2 separate regions of the Sus scrofa genome follow, and region 2 is linked to region 1. Evidence: chromatin contacts called from public promoter capture Hi-C data. All regions are on one chromosome and are shown on one strand. The core of a region is the stretch at or near the end of the contact, and the rest is flanking DNA. Distances in the headings are between cores, read along the strand shown.

Evidence for each region. Promoter capture Hi-C pulls out the DNA fragments that hold promoters and counts their contacts.
Region 2: a promoter capture Hi-C map of liver shows a contact between it and region 1, with 2.6 times the contacts expected there. The contact joins the promoter of UBP1 here to the promoter of CNOT10 in region 1. A contact is called at or near these places in 1 of 5 promoter capture datasets (liver) and 1 of 2 datasets of contacts at active chromatin or transcription factors (alveolar macrophages).

The regions. Positions count from the first base shown.
Region 1 is chr13:18,647,440-18,652,110 of Sscrofa11.1, reverse strand. CNOT10 (CCR4-NOT transcription complex subunit 10) reads right to left here and starts at 2,386. Exons shown (of 17, transcript XM_021071550.1): 1 at 2,103-2,386. It overlaps LOC110256561 (a long non-coding RNA gene), which reads left to right and starts at 2,471. Exons shown (of 4, transcript XR_002338194.1): 1 at 2,471-2,558.
Region 2 is chr13:19,274,045-19,278,715 of Sscrofa11.1, reverse strand. UBP1 (upstream-binding protein 1) reads left to right here and starts at 2,324. Exons shown (of 15, transcript XM_021071558.1): 1 at 2,324-2,959. The coding sequence starts at 2,847.

The sequences.
Region 1 (4,671 bases), core at 1,137-3,636:
TCATACCTGCCTCTCCTCTCCATCTACCACTATCATAAAGTAAAAAGGAAACATCTCTTAAAGCCAGAACCGAAGTTGATCTCAACTAACCCTTTACCAACACTGTATGATAGATAATATCATTCTCCAGGCAGGAAAGCAGAGGCTTAAATAAAGTTCCTTTTTTGTTGTTGGGTTTTTTTTTTTTTTTTTGTCTTTTTTTTTTTTTTTTTTTTTTGCCTTTTCTAGGGCCGCTCCCGCAGCATATGGAGATTCCCAGGCTAGGGGTCTAATTGAAGCTGTAGCTGCCGGCCTACGCCAGGACCACAGCAATGAGGGATCCGAGCCATGTCTGCAACCTACACCACAGCTCACGGCAACACCGGATCGTTAACCCACTGAGCAAGGCCAAGGATCCAACTCGCAACCTCATGGTTCCTAGTCAGATTCTTTAACCACTGCGCCATGACGGGAACTCCTAAATAAAGTTTCTTAAAACTTGCCCATGGTCACACAAATACCATATGGTACAACTAGGCTGAACCTAGGCTTCCCGATTTCATTTTTATTATTTTTTTGCTTTTTAGGGCCAAACCCACAGCATGTGGAAGTTCCCAGGCTAGAGGCTGAATCAGAGCTACAGCTGCTGGCCTACGCCACAGCCACAGCAATGCTGGATCCTTATCCCACTGAGCGAGGCCGGGGATCAAACCCACATCCTCATGGTTCCTAGTCCGGTTCATTAGCCACTGAGCCACTAAGGGAACTCCTAGGCTGCCTCATTTCAAACTTCCTCCTCCTCCTACCTCTTCATCACTTATCACTTGGCTCAGTTAAAACATGAAGCAGCTCACAGGACACCACTGCTGACATCTCTCAATGGCTCCCCATAAGTTAGAGCGAAATTTCACCTTCTTCCATGGCCCACAAAGACTGACAGAAGCTGTCCCCCACCCCCTAACTCTGACTTTGCCTCTTGCCTCACCTCCTCTGCTCACTATGCTATAAAATACGCTGAGTGCTCTGATACGCCAGCAGTTGGTCCAGGTGCTGGAAACGGCACACAACCCCAACACAGACAAAAGTGCCTGTCCTCAAGGTGCTTATGCTCCCAGGTCTTCCTGCTGTACATTTTCCAAGGGGTCTGTACAGCTGCTGCTCCACCTATCTGCATCATTCTTGCTTCCTGTGGCTGGCTCTTTAGTCTTTGTTCAAATGTCACCTCTTAGAGAGCCTTTCCATATCTGATCCACTCTCAGTTATTGAGATCAAGACATACTAAAACACACACTACATTTGAGATTTCCTTTTTTCTTTTTTAAATTAATTTTAGTTTTAAAAATAATTTTACTGTGAAAAATCTTAAGTGTTGACTGCTTCTAAGTCCTGTCATTTAAATTCCAACAAAACCTGGATGGATGCCACAGAGAACATTATTTTCTTACAGGAAACATAGGCCAGACCATCCCAAAAGTAGGCAGGAAAGCATTTTATATTCTTCAAAGGAGAAGATTTTTAGGAAGGGGGTAGTAATCCATAAAGAAAATCGTCACGATAAATTAGTCTTGAGGAACTAGGGGAAAACAGGTTCCACACGCAAGATATTAAAAAGCAGAGTCTGAAGTGAGACACAATAAAGTTATTCCCATTTAAATAAATGGTTTTCATAAAGCTAATTATATACGACGTGGCCGACCAGAGGCAAGCTGATGTCGCCGTGACCAGCCAGGGAAGTCCTGGCCGGAGCCAGGGGAAATCAAGGTAGCTCTTTTTCCAGGGTGAACTTTCCTTGCTCTGCTTTCCCCAAAGGGAAGTCAGAAAATCTGTGAAGCGGCCACATAGGTTTAAGCTTTTTAAACCAGAGCTATTCCGGAGAGCGGGGCAAAGGAGGGCAGAAGTAGCTTCACGCCACACTTGGTAAGAAACTATCTGACATCGGGCCCAAAGACTCACATTAGCCCCTCAGAGGGAGAGGATGGGGAGAGAAATGGCACGCCCCAATTAGAGTCACCCTAGAGTCCCCAACCTCCAGTCCCCAACCGGAGCTCCTCCGCCGAAGCGCAGGGTCTGCCTGCTCCCGCGTGTCCCGTTTCGACCCTGATCGCTGGGCGCGGGCACCTCACCTGAGGGCTTGTCTGCAGCCATCTTCCCGCCTCGGCTCAGGTTCTTCCCCGCAGGTGGCGTGGCCTCCACTCCAGCTGCCCGGCCGACCGCTGTCCTGGACCTCGGAGGAAAAGTCTGCACCCACTCCCCGGGTTCCGGTCTGTGGAGTGGGCAGACGGCGGGCTGAGGAAGTGACGAAGGCTAGCTCGCGTAGTCTAGCAACAGCAGCAGCGTCTCCGCCAGGGCGGTGCCACCGCCTCCAGCCATGCCCGGCTTCCGCCTCGCCGAGTCCCCTGACACACTACTTCCGGGGGCCGCAGCCGGCGTGGGAACTGCGGCTGGTCCCGCCCCACGCTGGCGTCCCCGGCGCCCCGCCCCCCGCAGCGTGAGCGCGCGCTCCCGTCCGGAAGTACGCTCAACCGCACCTCTGGGAGAAAGCTGTGCGCTAGTGTTTGTGCTTGTCCTGGTTAGACTTCGTAAGTATCAGCCCTTTTGTCCCTCATTTTACGGAAAACCACATAACTGCACTTGACATCTAAGCTTAAGGCTAAGCTTAGCTAAGCTTAAGGCTTGCACTTGGCTTGTATACTCATTGATTTCTCACAGATCTCTGAGAAGGCACTGTTGCCCTTTCCCTTCCCCATTTAAAGTCAAAACAAAACATTTTGTTTTAGAAGTTTTAGATGTATATAAAATTGCAGAAATGATACATGGAGCTCTTGTGAGCGTTTTGAGTATTATTAAGTCACTACGACACATCTGTCACATCTAAGAAACCACCATTAGCATATTACTATTAATTTTTTTTTCAACTTCACCAGTTTTCTTTCTTTCTTTTTTTTTTTTTTTTTGGTCTTTTTGCCTTTTCTAGGGCCACTCCCTCGGCATATGGGGGTTCCCAGGCTAGGGGTCTAATGGCCTACAGCAGAGCCACAGCAATGTGGGATCCGAGCCGCGTCTGGAACTTACACCACAGCTCACAGCAACGCGGGATCGTTAACCACTGAGCAAGGCCAGGGATCGAACCCTCAACCTCATGGTTCCTAGTCGGATTCGTTAACCATTGAGCCACGACAGGGACTCCCATTCACCAGTTTTCAGTTACGGTCCCCTTTCTGTTCCAGGATCTTTTCCAGGATACCACATTAAATTTATTCATGTCTCCATAAGCTATTCTTTTTTTCCTTTTTACATCCACATCTGCAGCATATGGAAATCCCTGGGCTAGGGGTCTAAATGGAGCTGCAGCTGCAGGCTTACACCACAGCCAGGGCAGTGACAGATCTGAGCCACAAGGATCTGAGCCCCATCTGTGACCTACACCACAACTTGTGGCCAAGCCAGATCCTTAACCCACAGGGAAGGGCCTGGGAAGGAAGCTACATCCTCATGGACACTATGTCAGGTTCTTTACCTGCTGGGCCACTATGGGAATTCTTTCTCAGGCTATTCTTGGCTGTTATTGCTTCTCAGATTTTCCTTATTCTTTTTTTTTTTTGTGTGTGTGTGTTCTTCTAGGGCTGCACCTGTGACATATGCAGGTTCCCAGGCTATGGGTCTAATCAGAGCTGTAGCCACCACCCTATGCCAGAGCCACAGCAACTCAGGATCCAAGCCTCATCTGTGACCTACACAGCTCACGGCAACGCCGGATCCTTAACCCACTGATCGAGGCCAGGGATTGAACCCACAACCTCATGGTTCCTAATCAGATTTGTTAACCACTGAGCCAGGATGGGAATTCCAGATTTTCCTTGTTCTTGATGACGTTGACAGCTTTGAAGAGTACCAGTCAAGGTTTTTGAAGAATGGGTTAATTGTTTTTTTGTTTTTGTCCTCTTAAGGCCACAGTCATAGCATTATGGAGGTTCCCAGGCTAGGAGTCAAATTGAACTTGTAGCTGCTGGCCTACACCACAGCCACAGCAACACCGGATCCTTAACCCACTGAGCAAGGCCAGGGATTGAACCTGTGTCCTCACAGATACTCGTCAGATTCATTTCTGCTGAGCCATGACAGGAACTCCATCCACTGTTTTTTATTTCATGGTTAGACTAGGGTTATAGATTTTTAGCAGAAACACCACAGGGTGACTTGCCATTCTCATTGCATCAAATTGAGACTAGGCACTATCACAATGACTTGGTGATGTTGACCTTGATCCCCTGGCTTAGGTAATTTTTGTCAGGCTTCTCTACTTTTAAGTCATTAAGTGCAGCTCACAGTTGAGTGGTTGAGGGCTGTGAAGCTCTACCTCCTGCTGTAGGAAGGCTGTACATAAATTATCTTTTCCAAGGGAAATTCATCTCTTCTCCTTCATTTAGTTACTTATTCAGTCATATATTTATGTCTGTATGGATTCATGATATTTATTTTTATTGAAGTTGATTTACACTGTGTTAGTTTTTGGCATAGAGCAAAGTGATTTATATATATACACATATATGTATATATATTCTTTTTCATATTCTTTTCCTTTATGGTTTATTACAGGATACTGAATATAGTTCCCTGTGCTATCCAGTAGGACCTTGTTGTATATCTATCTATCTATCTATATATATATATATATATATAGTAGTTTGTATC
Region 2 (4,671 bases), core at 1,075-3,574, 630 kb before region 1:
ATCCCTTGTCTATTTTTTATTTTTTCTTTTGGCTGCACCCATGGCATATGGAATTTCCTGAGTCAGTGGTCAAACGGGCATCTCCACAGCAACCTGAGCTTCTGCAGTCGAATCCTTAACCCACTGTGCCACAGCAGGAACTCCAGAGTCCTTGTCTTTTTAATGCACAGACCTTCCTACCCAGAGGGACCCACTGGACTTACACTCAAGAAACTGCATCCAAGAGCTTCATCTACTCAAGGACCTCACAAGATTCTGGACATTAATGCTATGATGGAATGAAAATTTTACAGGGGTCTGGGGAAGGGATGAGTGTATACTGCATGTGGAAAGAATGTAAAACATTGTGTCCTGAGGGTGGATTCTGGAAGCTTTAAAACATGAGCCCCAAATTATTTAACTTTCTTCCCAATGTGATCCTGTGGCTGTTTGACTAATAGAATACAGTGTAGAATAAAGATGCTCTATCAGTTTCCAGAAAAGAAGTGTTAAAGAAAAAAAATTCAGTATGTTCCCAAGTGGTGCATTGGATTAGGCATCTGGTGATGCTGCAGCTGTGGCTCAGGTAGCATCTGCAGTGCAGGTTCTGTCCCTGCAACTTGCACATGCAGCCCCAAGCAGCCCAAAAAAAATTTTTCAACATTTGTTAAAGATGGTAAGGCACATGGAGTTCCCATCGTGGCACAGTGGTTAATGAGTCTGACTAGGAACCATAAGGTTGCAGGTTTGATCCCTGGCCTTGCTCAGTGGGTTAAGGATCCCGCCTTGCCATAAGCTGTGGTGTAGGTTGCAGAGGTGGTTGGGATACCAAGTTGCTGTGGCTCTGGTATAGGCCGGTGGCTACAGCTCGATTAGACTCCTAGCCTGGGAACCTCCATATGCCACAGGAGCCGCCCTAGAGAAGGCAAAAAGACAAAAAAAAAAAAAAAAAAAAAAAAAAAAAAGATGGTAAGGCACACTTTATTTAGGACCATTCCTACAGGTACAGAGAGCACTGCAGTGGGATTTGCAGTGGGGGAGACTGGACTCAATCCCAAATAAAGCATGGTAAAGGGAATAGGGAGGGCGTCAGCAGATGGAAAATTACTAAGAGAAACAACAGGGTAGTGGTGTTTTTTGTTAAACCCAAGTAACAAGATTTTTTTGTTGAAGGCAAGCCAGGATGATCAGACATCACCTGGGGGATGGTGAAGGCTAAGAACCTGATCAGATATGCAAATAGAGTGTACCTACACTTTCTTGCTAAAATTGAATTTTACAAAGTAAGGGCTCAGATAGGACTAGGAGAAGATCAAGAGCTTGACTAAAGTTTGGTCAAGCAAAGAATCTTTGTCCTAAAAACCCAGCAGCTTCTACTGCCCGTCTTTTGAGACACTTGATTTTGGAGCCCAGCTGCCACGCTATGAAGGAAGTCAAGACCTCGTGGAAAGGCCTGTGTAGGCTTTCCAACAGGCCCAAGTGGGGTCCCAGTCCACAGCCAGCATCCAATAAGCTTGAGTATCGAAGTCTTGACAAGACTTTAGCCTCAGCCACCTGACCGCACTCACAGGAGAGACCCTGGGTGAGAATCGCCTAAGCCCAGGGAACCCCAGAATCCTGAACAGCAACAACAGCACAACTGCCCACTGTTCCTGCTACTGAACGCCCGCTTTAACTAGCCTAACTGCTCAGGGCAATAAGCTGTTGAAGGAACTTTCCGGAGCCCTTTCTAGGGAGCATTGATTGGCTTGCTTTCAGGTCAGTCAAGACTTTTTGCCCAATAAGTCTCTTAGTTCCCAAGACAGGGTGTGAGTCTATTGGCTAAACTCACAACTGCTTTCTCCATCTATAGCGTGGGCAAAACCCCAGAAACTACCCACAAAGACCACACGGGATCAAAGCACCTTCACAAGTATGGAGGCTTCCTCCAGTTCAACTCAATGAACTCTTTCTTTTGACAGCAAATTTGGTCCTTGAGCCCGCCCAGGAGGAAGAAGAATTTGATTGGTTTTTTAGTACAGGGCAGAGACTCACGGGAGCCTAGACCAGGCACCTGCCATTATTGTTCAGTTCGCCTGTCAGTCAGCCCGCTTTTCTGGATGGGCGGAAACGGCCGGCCCTTTTGGCCCCGCCTCTTCCTGGGGGTGGTGTGCAGGGAGGCCGCCCGGCCGCGGGGGCTGGGAACCTGCGGCGTGGGCGGGGCCGTGCTGCGCGGCGCGACAGTTCCTCCACCGCTAAGCTCCGGGAGTGCCGCGAAATCCCCGGCGGTGCGGGGCGGGCCTGAGCCCCGGGCGAGCGCGGGGGCGGGGGCGCGGCCGGGGTGGGGCCGGAGGAGGCGGAAGCGGGGAGCGAGCTCCAGCCGGAGCCATAGCGAAGCCAGCATCTGGGCCGACGGAGCGGCGTCGGCGGGGTTGGCCGGGGCGGCGGGACGCTAGAGCCTGGGCGGGCGGGCCGAGGGTCGAGGCCGGGGGTCGGGTGACGGGCGGGCTGAGCTCCCGCCCCCGCGCGGTCCAGGGGAGGATGCGGCCAGGGGCCTCGGGGCGGGGCGGGCGGCGGCGTTGGCAGCGCTAGCGGCGCAGGGGGTGGGCGGCGGCGGCATGAGGCGCGGGGCCGGCGCCCGCGGGAGGGAGGCGCTGCCGGCGGCCCGGCCGCTCCCGCTGCAGCTGCTCGCCGGGCTCGCCGCTCCCTGCCCGCGGGGCCCCGGCTGCTCTTGTTCCGGACGCTGCCCGGGTCGCCGCTGGTGACCATTCGCCGCGCCGCCGGAGGCTTCACCCGCGCCCTCCCCCAGGACGCGCCCGCGGAGCTCCGGCCTCTTCGCCCCGCTTGCGGAGGCCGCGCTGCGCGCCGGGCGGCGGCGAGGCCGGAAGATGGCCTGGGTGCTCAAGATGGACGAGGTGATCGAGTCTGGGCTGGTGCACGACTTCGACGCCAGCCTCTCGGGCATCGGGCAGGAGCTGGGCGCCGGCGCCTACAGCATGAGGTACTCGTGCGCGGTCGGGCTAAGCCACTGTCTCCTTGGGAAAGGCCTTCACGACCCTGGGCCTCTGTCCGGCGCCATGGAGCACCGCGGGCCTCTGCCCTCCGCGGTGCCGGGGGACTGAGGGCGGCATTTTTGGTATAAAATACGCCCCGCGTTGGGGTGGCTTGAGTAGGGGGGAAGGGGCTTCCTTCCCTTGCAAGTGATTTACAAGCCACTTAGAGCTGGAATACGGTGCACGAAATGGTAGGATTTCTATTGGGAATACACTCTCCGAGGTTTTGCTGTCAGTTGCTACTCGGTTTTACATTGTAGTCTTCTCTGGTGGCAAGTTTAATCATTTGATATTCCAGTAGTAATTATATCGTTTGTGGAAGTAGCCACGGGGGAGAAGAGCACATTAATTTAGTTATGTTTTTTGATTGTCTCAAACTTGAAGTTTTTCATGGGGGGAACTACCCTCTTAGGCTGTTTTCTTTTGAAAAAGGCTTTAAGATGCAGTGATCGCACCACAAACGAGAGTTTGTTTAGTCTCTGCTGTTTGTACAGGGAGCCATTCATTTTGTTTAATTTTAAGAGTTGAAATAGATCAGAGCTTAGTCTCTTGCCTTTATCCTGAAGAATACGTTTTTTTCCTCTTCCTATCAGTTGGCAGCCCTGTATTTCTTATCTTTTAGCAACTTTATGAAATATAGTTTATATGCTATGCGTTCACCGATTAAAGTGTAAAATTCAGTGGTTTGACAGCTTTTCGTTAATGCGAATTTAGTGAGATTTTCCGAATACGTTCTTTAAAGTAGTGCCTGATGTCTTTGAAGTGCTGTCCACTTTCCCAGTAGCTTTTATACATCTCACTGCAGCTCTGGTCGAGAACAGGGAGCATGAAAGTCGTGAAGAAAAAAGACTTCTGGGTCAGAGCAGGCCTGGGATGATAGGAACTGCTCCCTGAAATAATTGAGTTTTTAAATCTTAAAGGGAAACTGAGCTTGAAAGGTGGAGATTTTCTTGGGGTGCGAAAGTGCATGAAGGAAAGCCTTAGGTCACTCCTTCTGACTTGATTGGGTCTGTGCTGATCTTTCTGAACTTGGCACTTCTCTCTGCACTTGTGCAGCTTGAGGGTTCTGGATGAGGTGGCTTATTTTTCTAGAACAACTGTCTCAGTTGTTGAGGAAATTGAGCTACTGAAAGTCATAGGGTCATCCCAGTTGGCAGCGCTAGAGGCACTGGTTTCCTAGTAAAAACACCTCTGGGCCCCTTGTGCTATGCTGCTCCTGAAAACCTTGAACTTGCAGTCAAGGCAGAAGTGAGGCACATTCAGTATTTCTTGATTATGGTAAATTGAAAGTTTGCTGCTGAAAACTTTGCTTGTTGAGGGTTATTTTGAACTTTTCCTTTTTTCCTGGAGTTCTGTTTGTTGCAATGATTCAGCCAACTAATGAACTTTTACGGTTTATTCTGTGAAAAAGAAATAAAATCTTGATAGTAAGCCCTTTCACTACTTGGTTCTTAACATTTGACATCTTTGTAACTGTGTCTTTTACAACACTTTCCGTATGGAAACTTTTTCCATTGATTGTTTTTAGTTACTTGGTTATTTGGCTTGTGTTATTTAATCTGGATTTTCAAGTATCTTTGAAGGCAGATATTTTCAAGGAGTTGAAAATATTAAATATGAAAAAATATGATTTTTTCATATTTAACTGGGTCCTCCAAGA